Linked DNA regions of Triticum aestivum: region 1 is linked to region 2. Evidence: chromatin contacts called from public Hi-C data. All regions are on one chromosome and are shown on one strand. Each heading gives the region's core, a stretch centred on a gene start, on an enhancer-like site or on the middle of the called end of the contact. The rest is flanking DNA. Distances are from core to core; before and after follow the strand shown. Region 1 holds the start of LOC123070292 (mitogen-activated protein kinase 8). Region 2 has its middle 61 kb from the start of LOC123070290.

The links. A called contact is a pair of places that touch in the nucleus more often than the background predicts.
Region 1: a contact with region 2 is called in a Hi-C map of leaf, with 5 times the contacts expected there. The contact joins the promoter of LOC123070292 here to the enhancer-like site in region 2. A contact is called at or near these places in 4 of 5 Hi-C or Micro-C datasets (leaf and an unstated tissue).

The regions. Positions count from the first base shown.
Region 1 is chr3B:448,096,783-448,103,645 of IWGSC CS RefSeq v2.1, forward strand. LOC123070292 (mitogen-activated protein kinase 8) reads left to right here and starts at 5,539. Exons shown (of 11, transcript XM_044493428.1): 1 at 5,539-5,930. The coding sequence starts at 5,886.
Region 2 is chr3B:447,852,717-447,859,609 of IWGSC CS RefSeq v2.1, forward strand. No RefSeq gene overlaps it. Among protein-coding and RNA genes, the nearest start is that of LOC123070290, 61 kb to the left of the region's middle. Within about 2 kb of position 2,910, at least 4 of the 8 cell types and tissues checked have an H3K27ac peak or open chromatin away from gene starts, as enhancers often do. A contact at or near this core is called in leaf, where this site is marked.

The DNA of each region.
Region 1 (6,863 bases), core at 4,289-6,788, 250 kb after region 2:
CACCTTCTATCACAGATCCGAAGGCAAAAGTCTTTGTTGCTAAGAATGGATCCTTTCTAGAGAAGAAGTTTCTGTCGAAATAAGTGAGTGGGAGGAAAGTAGAACTTGATGAGGTAATTGTACATTCTCCCTTATTGGAAAATAGTTCATCACAGAAATCAGTTCCAGTGATTCCTACACCAATTAGTGAGGAAGTTAATGATGATGATCATGAAACTTCAGATCAAGTTGCTACCAAACCTCATAGGTCTTCCAGAGTAAGATCCACACCAGAGTGGTACGGTAATCATGTTTTGGAAGTCATGTTACTAGACCATGATGAACCTACGAACTATGAGGAAGCGATAGTGAGCCCAGATTCCGCGAAATGTCTTGAGGCCATAAAACCTGAGATATGATCCATGTATGAGAACAAAGTATGGACTTTGATTGACTTCCTCGATGATCAGCAAGCCATGTTAAATAAATGGATCTTCAAGAGGAAGACGGACACTGATAGTAGTGTTACTATCTACTAAGCTCGACTTGTTGCGAAAGGTTTTCGACAAGTTCAAGGTGTTGAATATAATGAGATTTTCTCACTCGTAACGATGCTTAAGTCTATCAGAATCATGTTAGCAATTGCCACATTTTATGAAATCTGGCAAATGGATGTCAAAACTACATTTCTTTATGGATTTATTAAAGAAGAGTTGTATATGATGCAACCAGAAGGTTTTGTCAATCCTAAAGGTGCTAACAAAGTGTGCAAGCTCCAGCAATCCATCAATGGACTGGTGCAAGCATCTCGGAGTTGGAATATACACTTTGATGAGTTGATCAAAGCATATGGTTTTATGCAGACTTTTGGAAAGGCCTGTATTTACAAGAAAGTGAGTGGGAGCACTACAACCTTTCTGATAAGTATATGTGAATGACATATTTTTGATCAAAAATAATGTAGAATTTTCTGGAAAGCATAAAGGAGTGTTTGAAAGGAGTTTTTCAAATAAAGACCTCAGTAAAGCTACTTACATATTGAGCATTAAGATCTATTGAGATAGATCAAGACGCTTGATAAGATTTTCAATGAGTACATACCTTGACAAGATTTTGAAGCAATTCAAAATGGAACAGTCAAAGAAAGAGTTCTTGCCTATGTTGCAAAGGTATGGAATTGAGTAAGACTCAAATCCCGACCACGACAGAAAATATAAAGAGAATGAAAGTCATTTCCTATGCATCAGCCATAGGTTCTATAAAAGTATGCCATGCTATGGACCAGATCTATTGTATACTCTGCCTATTTTAGCAAGGGAGTACAATAGTGATCTAAGAGTAGATCACTGGACAACGGTCAAGAATATCCTTAGTGAGGACTAAGGAAATATTTTTCGATTATGGAGATGATAAAAGAGCCCGTCGTAAAGAGTTACATCGGTGCAAGCTTTTACACTGATCCAGATGACTCTAAGTCTCAATCTGGATACATATTGAAAGTGGGAGCAATTAGCTAGAGTAGCTCCGTGCAGAGCATTGTAGACATAGAATATTTGCAAAATACATACGGCTCTGAATGTGACAGACCCATTGACTAAACTTCTCTCACGAGCAAAACATGATCACACCTTAGTACTCTTTGGGTGTTAATCACATAGCAATGTGAACTAGATTATTGACTCTAGTAAACCCTTTGGGTGTTGGTCACATGACGATGTGAACTATAGGTGTTAATCATATACAGATATGAATATTGGTGTTAAATCACATGATGATGTGAACTAGATTATTGACTCTAGTGCAAGTGGGAGACTGAAGGAAATATGCCCTAGAGGCAATAATAAAGTTATTATTTATTTCCTTATTTCATGATAAATGTTTATTATTCATGCTAGAATTGTATTAACCGGAAACATGATGCATATGTGAATACATAGACAAACTGAGTGTCACTAGTATGCCTCTACTTGACTAGCTCATTAATCAAAGATGGTTATGTTTCCTAGCCATGGACAAAGAGTTGTCATTTGATTAACGGGATCACATCATTAGGAGAATGATGTGATTGACTTGACCCATTCCGTTAGCCTTAGCACTTGATCGTTTAGTATCTTGCTACTGCTTTCTTCATGACTTATACATGTTCCTATGACTATGAGATTATGCAACTCCCGTTTACCGGAGGAACACTTTGTGTGCTACCAAACGTCACAACGTAACTGGGTGATTATAAATGAGCTCTACAGGTGTCTCCGAAGGTACATGTTGGGTTGGTGTATTTCGAGATTAGGATTTGTCACTCCGATTGTCAGAGAGGTATCTCTAGGCCCACTCGGTAATACACATCACTATAAGCCTTGCAAGCATTGCAACTAATGAGTTAGTTGCGGGATGATGTATTACGTAACGAGTAAAGAGACTTGCTGGTAACGAGATTGAACTAGGTATTGGATACCGACGATCGAATCTCGAGCAAGTAACATACCGATGACAAAGGGAACAACATATGTTGTTATGCGGTTTGACCGATAAAGATCTTCGTAGAATATGTAGGAGCCAATATGAGCATCCAGGTTCCGCTATTGGTTATTGACCGGAAATTTTTCTAGGTCATGTCTACATAGTTCTTTAACCCGTAGGGTCCGCACGCTTAACGTTACGATGATAGTTATATTATGAGTTTATAGTTTTTGATGTACCGAAGGTTGTTCGCAGTCCCGGATGTGATCACGGACATGACGAGGAGTCTCAAAATGGTCGAGGCGTAAAGATTGATATATTGGAAGCCTGTATTTGGATATCAGAATCGTTCCGGGTGAAATCGGGATTTTACCGGAGTACCGGGGGGTTACCGGACCCCCCCAGGGGGTTAATGGGCCTACTGCTATATAGCATCATAGTACCATCGCCCGTTCTGCTCAAGCGCTACTGCTATATAGCATCAGCGTTTTCCTTGAACAAGCGCTACTGGTGAGCTCCTGTGTATAAGCATTTCCCTAGTAGTGGTAGGAAAGCTACAGAACGCCATCGCCTACACTAAGGAACCACAGCCAAACAGCCGGCGCGCACACTGCAGCTAGAGCAGCAGAGCAAAGGCCAACCAAAGATGCCAACGAACGCAGATGGGAGAAGCTAAACCGCATGGAGAGAAACCCAATATTGTCGTCCCCAAAGGGGCCATTGTTGGAGAGAAAACACAACCTCCCCTACGTCCATGCCGTGCCACTACACGAGGATGCGATACACTGGCCAACAACCCATGAGGGTACTATACAAGAACCGCTGAAGGATTGCGGACCAACCAACTCGCCCCCACATCATCGGCGGCCTAGAGAGCAATGCACCAACGTTGCCGCCATCCACCAAACACCACAACCGCAACTTCCGCCCATCCCTAGGACGACGCCTCCAAGGAGGAATACGCCGCTGGAACGCCGCCGCCGTCCAGCCTAAAAGGCCAAGGTTTCACCTAGGAGCGCAAGGGAGGAAGAGGGGTGGCGAGATTGGAAGCTCGACACGCCCTCAGGAGCCTACGCCGACGCCGTCGAGGTCGACGCATAGTAGACCATGGGATTCCCCCGTTCCAGAGCTCCCGCCACCCGACGCCCAACAGCCAGATCTGACCGTAGCAAGGGGAGGAGGCCAGGACCCATATCCGGCGGAGCCAGCAGAGCATCCCGTAGCCACGGAGGATCTGTGCTGCCCTACCGCCGCCCACACGACCGGAAGAGACGGCCAGCTCCCCTGATGCCATCAACCGACGAGATTCGCGCCGCTGCCCCCGCTTCTGGAGCCCCCTGCGACGGGGCAGGGCAGCCGAGCCACACCGCCACCTTCATCGGAGGCCGCACAGCAAGGCCGTCGGAGTCCTCAGGCGACGGCATGAAGGAGGGAGGGGGGGGAGGGCTCGAGGCGCTAGGGTTCGGTCGCCCTCGAGTCGCGCACGAGGTGCGACGCGAGAGCCGGGGGGAGGGGGTGCCTGTACATATTTGACTTTTCTTTATATATATGGAACGATTGTTTTGCGGTTTTCGGTTAAAGAAACTAAAAGAGTGCATTCATCAATAATAAGAAGCAAAGCTAGCTACACATTATTATGTGATACAATAATAACTCATATCATGTGGTGCATGGTACGTAAATTAGCTGGGACGTCAATTGGAGTTGTTGAGCAGCAACGAGACCTAATACCCGGAGAGATAAATAAATAAAGTACTCCAATAAATTTAACACGTACAGTTGGTATGGTAGTGATCATTCTGTATTTTGAAATGAAACTTCATGATGATATGGATCTTATCTAGTATACTACCTATATCAAGGTTTACTAGTCCTCCTAATATTATGGGTCATATTGACCATACATTTAACTAAAATAGTATATAAGTTATATGTTGCAAAAATAATATCATTCCAAACTACTACGTCCGTCCGGATTTATGAGTCCCTATTGTATTGTTGGACAACTTTGACAATTGATTTAACTATCAAATGTATGTTATATACCACAAAAATAGTATCATTGGAAACCTGATTCAAATGTGAATCAAACAATAAAATTTTGTGACATACAACTCATATTTTATAGTTACATTTACATCCGGCACAAAATAGAAAGGGACCAATAAATCACAACGAAAATAGATATTCAAAGATAAATCCAACACTGTAATTTGTTGTGACATGCATTAACATCTTACTATTTAAATATATGGTTAAACTTTGACCCAAAATACGATAGGAACTAGTAAGCCCAAACGGAGGTAAGTACGGAGAAGCAGGCAGGAACATTTGCGACCGGGTTTGTTGACAGTGGATAAAGTTGAATAAATTCGAAGCATTTTAGTAGGCGAGGGATGAGCTGATGCTGGTGATGATTCCCTCCCATAAAAAGACGATCACATGGGTAGGAAATGAAGAAAGGAAAAGAAGATGGATGATTAGCACCACAGCACATGCGAGGCCCGATTAGGTTATTTGGCGTCATGTACGTATGTCGGTGAGACCTTATCCTGCTGCTATGAATATTGTTGAGATGAGATGGAAGAAATCCAGATCCACCAACCAATAAGATAACCGCGCTTTCTTATCGTATCACGGCCCCGGCGCAGCGCACGAAACTTCCCACGCGAACAGAACCGCCTAGTGCTCATTTTTACTGCTGTACTCCGTTCCGTTCGGATAGAAAAAGGTGCGGAAAAGCCGTTGGGTTTAGATAAAAATAACTTGCGTTCCACGCACATCCCCATATTGGCGTGGCTGGCCATGTGATTGATGCAAGTCGCCACAAAATAAGCACGCAAGCTGAACAAAAGTGTGTTAATATTAGTAAAAAAAGAAAGGTGGTTTTGCCGGTCGCCGTCGTCGCGCCGGCCAAACCAGAAAAACGCATGCCTGGCCACCACGCCACGCCGCTCCAAACTCAACCGGAGCGGAACGGATCTCCACAAAATCATCCACATCGTCAATCACATGGTGACCCACCGCCGCGCGGCTGTCAAAAGAAAGAAAGAAAGCAAGCAAGCACTTCTTTTTAACGCCCGCCCGCCCGCCTGCCCGAGGACCAGTCAGTCGCCGAACGAACCCGATCGCTCGCACCAGACGAACGAGACGAGACGGAGCTCCTTGTGTTTGCCCTTCACGTTGCCCCACCCCCACCGGGCCACAGGACGAAACCAACGCCACAACAACTCACACCCCCTTCGCCCGCGAGTTGCTCAGTCGCAGCGAGCCGGGCCACAAGACACGAGCGTTCCGGTTCAGGCTGGGGTTGGGGTTGCGCTCGTTTCATCGTCGATCCGCCCACCCCGCCATACCGGCCCGGGGACAGAGATCTCTCCCTCGCGCGCGCGTGCCGGCGGTGACAAATGCGGATTGATTCGCCGGTGGACAAGCGGCGGTGAGCGATGCAGCCGGACCAGCAACAACACCAGCACCAGCAGCGGAGGAAGGTGAGACCGTGCGCCAGGGGTTGCTGTTTGTTGCGGGGTGGTTGGCTGCCTTTCGGTGCCCGTGTGGGTTGTTGGCGCTTCGAGATCGGTTCGTTCGTCCGGCGGGTTGGATGAACCTACCTCGCCCCGGGGGAGGATTCTTTTTTCTTTTTGATTGATGACGAGGGGGCACTGGACTCGTGGGATCCGGGGGGTTCCGCCGCGCACGCCCGTCAGAATTATCTCTTGCCATTGCTATCCTGCAACTTCTCTTCTCCTTCCGTCGACAATTCCTTCCTTCCTTCCGTTTAGTTGAGGTTGTTGATTTCAGCTTCGGAGTCCAACTGAATTCTTTTCTTCCATTTCTTATTGCGAAAAGGGGATCCTTTTCACTCCTGTTTCTGGATCACAATTCATCTCAATTATCAACACAAGGTTCTCTGTTGGATTTCCCTAGTGGGTGCTTTCCTGAAATCTTCTTCTGCGGTCGGGCTTGGGCACCGTCTTTTCTTGCCTTGTCCCTCTATAAAGGAAATGATATTCTTTTCTAACTTTTCCATTCCATGCTAGTAGTTGAATACTCATTGCTTCGTAAAGGATTGTTGAGGCCTTTCCAACTCCTGTAATCAACACCAGGGGAAAGAAAAAAAAAGAGGGTGATTCAGATGCAACCTAAGAGGTGCCACAAACGCAAATGCGGTATTAGATTCGCTGAGTAGATATGTTTATCTCAACTCAACCCAATTCTGTGGTCATCTTACCGTCCTTTTTCTTGCAAAAAGTTATAGCCAATCATCTTAATTGTCTCAGTGGATTAGGTTAGGTTGTCAATATATTCTATGCCCACTTGGGAGGCATATTGATATTGATATAGATGGTTATATATGCCCAAGAACACATCCTTAAATAGTCATTCTTGGGCCCTTTGTGCTCGATAAGCGCTGTTTTCCTCAT
Region 2 (6,893 bases), core at 1,660-4,159:
CTCTCGTTGGTCAACGAGTGGAATGCCAAACGAAGCAGAACTTGAAGACACCTGCCCAGCAGAGTACCCGATCGACTGAGCTGCAGACATCTCTGAACTCGTACGCACACATGCAGTCTCAATCAGCTGGTCCCATGCAGTTTCAAATTCGTCTACCGTCAGGCACCACCGGGGAGAAGACAGATCTGATTTTACTTTTCAGCGTCGGTCGGGTGACGATGGCCCACATTGTAGTAATCACTCATCCATCTCGCACGCGGCGCTTGTGTATAACAGACGCACCAGACGGAGTTTCCCATGAACAGTACTTACCACCTGTACCAACAGAACATAACTATCCTGGACCGATATTTACCGGTTATGTTGGACGTCTCCGTTTCCGCATGTAGTTTGCGAACGTACGTAATGGCGCTGTATACATACAACCGCATTTAATACAGTACCCAACGTGTCGTCGCTCCGTTCGCGCCAGCTAGCAGGAGCGCACGAGCCCGTCCGCACCGTCGCCTCTCTCCATATGCTCCCCACTATGACCAGCAGAATCAACATATCCAAGCATCACTGACATAGGCATGCGTGGGGTCTCTTGGGTTAAATAGTACATTGTCCATTATCATACGGGAATTATTGGGAGTACTTTAAGTAGTACGCCTGTCCAAGAGTGCTTTGCGCAAGTTGCATTATTGAAGAGAAAATTCCACCTGTTCCTGCAATTATTGTATTACATGAATGCATAAGGTCTCTACAAAATGATCTAGTGTTTGGAGCTGACTATCAGTCAAGAGCTTGATGGTGTGGCTTACTCCCGGAATAGAGTCGACAAACATGCCATATGCAGCACTTGTTTGGTGCTTGAGAAAATTAATGCACACTGATTTTATCTCTATTTAGGTTTTGTGTGTCTGTCTTGCACATGTGTTGTTCAACAATTGCAGGGTCTATTAAGAAAGTTGGTGCTTGTTGTTCTTGAACTCAACCTATCAAGGGTGCTATATAGAACCAATTTTCGCTTGGTGCGCACATGCGGGCGATGCTAGTATCTATGTTAAGTAAATAGAAATTCAGACCCCTTTGCATGAAGAAATGCACTTTATTATTGAAATACATAAACAATTCACATTATATGCGTTAGTAAATTGCATTGGTGTAAACATGCTACAATTATACACAGAAGATTTCACTGGAATTACTTAACATATTTGGATGTTTTTCTTTTGAGTTTTCTCTTGATACCATAGTTTTAAAAAATACTTTCTGGTGTTAGGATCTAATAAAAATCATAGCTTTACAAAACTTTAGTTTCTCCAATATAAGAGCATCAACGGCCGAGCGTCTCAAACCCTCTCATACACCTGGGCGGACGGACCGGTCAGTGACCTGTCAGACAAACCCAACCAAGATGGACGCCTGAAACCAGCTTCAAACGTCAGGCTGACCGACACCCCTATATCCAACCCAAATATGGGGCATATCTGGGGAGGCCTGGGCGCGACCGGGCGTGTCTACTACGTCGGACCTGGCCCACGCTAGCCCACCCGACCCCACATATATTCATCCCCATCCCATCCCCGGACCAAACCCTAGCCACTCCACTTCACTCTGCCACCCAAGCTCCCGTCCGGCGATCTCCGACATGTTGGGCAGCGGATCTGACTCTGGCCAGTCCAGATCAGTCGACTCGGGTGTCGTCCCATGCGGGTTGGAGAAGGCAATGGTCATCCGCATTGCACTCCGCTGCTCCCGGGAGGACATCACCGGACCGACGGCGGGCTCTGTTTGGCGCAAGTCAATAGCGTCGACACATGGGCGCTCGGATCCGCCGGGATAGGATCATCACGGTCCTCCTGAGAGCCTACCAATCTCCCTTTTCCCATCACTGGTCTGCCGAAGTATGAGTGCTACCAAGACCAGTGTGCCCGCCGTGAGAAGGAGATGATGAGGCCAGCGGAGGCGGCTGATGCGACGGTGCGGGCGGCTGCAGAGGAGGAAGCCATCTGCGCCTGCATTGTAAGAAGCGACGGTGGAGAAATACACATGACCTCGCTCGAGAGCAGAATCGGGCGGTCCATGCCATGGTCGGACTACCCCCAAGGAGAAGGAGGACAACGTCGGGTCAGACAGCTACGGCGACGGGCAGATTCGACTAAATCCCTACTATGTCTTTGACCGCTACTTCCGCGAGAAGGACGACAACGACGCTGGGAAGGGCAATGGCAGCCGCGGATGATTTTCTCCATATGTAGCATGTAGGTTAAACATGAAAATTTTTGGTAGTCCAATAGCATGTTCTAATGTAGTAGTCGAACAATGTGTGTAATACATCATTTACGTAGTTGCATGAGTTTGTATGAATTTGAGGTATACTAATTAAGGTGTCCGATCATGAGAAAGGAAATTTGAGGTGTGACTGGGCAGTGCCCGATTTGAGGGGCCGGATTTGCTAGTATCTCTGAAAACACGCCGTAAACCGCCTGGTGTCTGGTTAAATTTGGCTGCCTTGTTCCATGCAATCGGCCATTCGAGACTTTGCGAGAAGTCACACATCAGCACAATTACTCACGTAAATTCAGCTCAAAAGCTACTCGTACTCCAGTAGAGAAGCGACGGCACTCTATCCGTCACTGGCCTACCAGCCAACACCAGCTGCCGTTTCCCGTTTGGACGGAGTAGAACCGCGGCCAAGTCTCTGACACTGCCTTCGCTTCACCGAGACAGCTGCGGCCTGTCGTCCCTGTCGCTCCGAGTAACGACGAGCAGACACCGATGGATGGCTGGATGCAGCGCATGGCTCGCCCGTCTGCCCCAATGTATGCAAGTGGGGGTGCCACCCACTTCCAAGCCGCGGGTCGTGCTCTGCAGGCTTCGCTCGCTGTATCTAGCTGCAATAGACTAGACGCCCCTCAGTCGGTTTCGCCTCGTGCTCACGGCGTCCGTGCCTGCCTGAGAGACCGCGGCGGTCAAGCAAGCGCGCGGTACGTCGCCTTCTCGTGTGGCGTCGCCTGCGGATCAACGGTGAGCGCAACGTTTAGAAAAGAAGAAACGCTCGTGTCCGGGCCGTGGGTCACGACGAACCAACCGACGGCGAACGCACGGCCCGGGTGGGGCAGCGGACGGCGACGTTGCCTTTTCGAGTAAAAGCGACAGCTCGTCCGATCAATTTGTCCGGTTCCTGCGCGCACATGTGACATGTACGGGAGCTGGGTTCGGACTCGGAGCCACCTCCCCCGGCTAGTTGCCCAAAAGAACTCGGTCAGAGCCCAACATGCTCAACACGGGCGCGGATCCTCTTACTTCTCTTCGGCAAGGCCGCCTCTACCTTAGCCGGGAGAGCCATTGGATCAAAAGCTGGCAGTCCAGATCGAGCGAATCACTGTAGCGTGTGCACTGTTCATACAACACTGTAGCGCATGCACTGTTCATATCACTTTTCAGTGGTCCTGTTGCGCCAGATCTGGACGGTCCGTTCTCGATCCAGCGACTAAAAGTTGGGAAAAGGTAGAGGCATTGTTCCTCTCTGACTTTGCCACAGCAAGGCAGAGAATCCACAGCGGCTCAACACAAGCTAGGTTTTGCTCCTGGAACACAAACACAAGCGGGCAAGGTTGGTGAAGATCTATGCCGTTTTAACTTTTTCTTTTAAAGAAAAGGCAAGAATGCCCGATTTCAAATTAGTGAAGCCATCAGTTGTCTAGAATGCAATGATGTTGAATACAAAGGCCAAAGGCTTGACAAAAACTGGAAAAATACAATCAAAACACGCTAACGACCAAGCATGAGCAAAGTGACACCAAGCATAGCACTAGGTGAAACCAAGATCAAGCCACCGGAGTACTCGACGCAAGCAGAACAACAGAGCAACTGCATCCAGATAACAGTAGATCGATGGGAGCGAGATGAGCCAGGCCGCTTGTTGAAAAATGTTGACTTAGCTACCCGCCTCCTCGGGCCAATGCTGGAGGGAAGTCCACATTCCCCCTTAGTTCAGAACATGCCACAACACGTGGACACCGACACACCAGGCAGCCTGCAGGCAAGCAAAGGCAGGGAGTCGCTAAAGGATGTAGGAGGACCAGCTTGCCACTACCAATTACGTTGAGCAGGAGAGCAAAGTAACGCCACCGCCAATAACCACCTCGCAGCGGGACCACGACCCCCATCCTTCCCTAGAACAACGCTTCCAGGAAGGGCTGAGACGCCAGAGCGCCGTCGTTGTCTCGCCAAGGCTTTCACCCGGGAGCAGGAAAGGGGAGGGGCGGACATGGAAGCTCAACACTCCCTCGAGAGGGAGCACGACACCAGAGTGTTAGAGTATAATGTCCGACCCTCTCCCATCACATCGATCTTTTGGCTGCATTGGCTAGAGCATGCACTTCTAGATGGTATTAGAGCCAAGAGATCTTGAGTTCAAGACCCGACTGGCGCAATTAAATTGCAGCCCACTTTCGGTCCATGTTTAGACATGAGGGAGCCACACTTGGGGGAGTGTTGACGTATAAATGTATTGTCTAGTCTCTTACATCAGATCGATTTGATGGGTGAACTGGTTAAGTGCATAAAATTACAACCAAGAGGTTTAGGGTTCAAAACCTAGTAAACGCAATAAATCATTGTGGCCTACCCCCGCTTTCGCTGCCCACGTCATAAACTTTAAAGGAGCATAGAGGTGAGGGGGGGGGGTGTTGGAGTATAATGTCGGACCCTCTCCCATAGATCGGTCTTTTGATTACATTGGCTAGAGCATGCACTTCTACACGAAGCGTCGCCGATGTCGAGGTCGATGCGAAGGGTTTCCCCCTTTCCAAAGAGCCCACCACCCCACCCTCAAAAGCCAGAGCCGCAACTAGATCGGCGAGTGAGGACCACATTGAGGAGGAAGGAGGCCGAGACCAAAAGAGACCATCAAAGCCACCCGTTGTTGTAACGAACCCTTGCCGCCCTCATGCCACCCAGGCTGCCGGAAGGGACGATCAACACCTGAGAGAGCCATCCACCAGAGAGATCGACGCTGCCGTCTCCATTGCAGGCCGCCGCCCAGGCTGCCAAAGCTCCTTGCACCGACACAAGACAACTGATTTTTTACAGAGTTATCGGACACCGGTGTAGGTTCAAGATGGAAAATAAGGAGAATAAGGGCGCACCCCATGAAATTAAAGGGGGGAGATTTAGTTAGAAAAGATCTGTATAGTGCGTGTAAAAGTTCGTGGATGTAGTGATGGAAATATGCCCTAGAGGCAATAATAAAGTTGTTATTATTATATTTCCTTATTCATGATAAAGGTTTATTATTCATGCTAGAATTGTATTGACCGGAAACTTAAATACATGTGTGGATACATAAAAAAATACCGTGTCCCTAGTGAGCCTCTACTAGACTAGCTCATTGATCAAAAGATGGCTAAGGTTTCCTAACCATAGACATGAGTTGTCATTTGATAACGGGATCACATCATTAGGAGAATGATGTAATGGATAAGACCCATCCGTTAGCTTAGCATATGATCGTTCAGTTTATTGCTAGTGCTTTCTTAATGTCAAATGCATGTTCCTTTGACCATGAGATCATGCAACTCCCGGATACCAAAGGAATTCCTTGTGTGCTATCAAACATCACAATGTAACTAGATGATTAAAAAGATGCTCTACAGGTATCTCCGAAGGTGTCTGTTGAGTTGACGTGAATCGAGATTGCGATTTCTCACTCCGTGTATTGGAGAGGTACCTCTGGGCCCTTTCGGTAATAAACATCATAAGAAGCTTGCAAGCAAAGTGACTAAGGAGTTAGTTACGATATGATGTATTACAGAACGAGTAAAGAGACTTGCCGGTAACAAGATTGAACTAGGTATGGAGATATCGATGATCGAATCTCGGGCAAGTAACATACCAACAGACAAAGGGAATTACGTATGTTGTCATAAAGGTTCGACCGATAAAGATCTTTGTAGAATATGTAGGAATCAATATGGGAATCCAGGTCCCGCTATTGATTATTGACCAGTGAGTCGTCTTGGTCATGTCTACATCATTCTCGAACCCGTAGGGTCTGCCCGCTTAACGTTCATTGACGATATAGTATTATATGAATTAGGTGAATTGGTGACCGAATGTTGTTCGGAGTCCCGAATGAGATCACGAACATGACGAGGAGCTCCGGAATGGTCTGAAGGTAAAGATTGATATATAGGACGATGTTATTTGGTAACCGAAAAGGTTTTAGAATGTATCGAGTAGTCATCGGATCACCGAAAGGGGTTCCGGAAAGCCCCGAAAGATAATGGGCCATATGGGCCAAAAGAGGGGAAGACACCAGCCCACAAGGGGCCGGCGCGCCCCTCCTATGGCCGCAGCCCTTGGGGAGAAAACGAAGGGGGGGAGTCGGCTTCCCCTGCCTTACTCTCCTCCCCCCCGAGCAAATAAGGAAGGGAGGCGCCATAGGGCAGGAGACCAAGGGGGTCGGCGGCCAACCTTGGGGCGCCCCCTGGCTGCCTCCCCTCACCCACCTATATATATATACGTGTGCGGCGCCCCTCTCCACAGTTTCATCCCCCGTCTAGTTTTTCGCAGTGCACGACAAAGCCTTGCGGGAACAAGTTCACCATCACCGTCACCATGCTGTCATGCTTCTGAAACTCATCTACTACTTTGCCCGTCTTGCTGGATCAAGAAGTCGAGGTCGTCATCGAGCTGAACGTGTGCTGAACGCAGACGTGTCGTATGTTCAGTACTTGATCAGTTGGATCGCGAAGGTGTTCGACTACATCAACCGCGTTGTACATCAACCGCGTTGACAAACGCTTCCGCTTAATGGTCTACGAGGGTATGTAGACACACTATCCCCTCTTGTAGCTATGCATCTCCATGGATAGATCTTGAGTGTGCGTAGAAATTTTTGT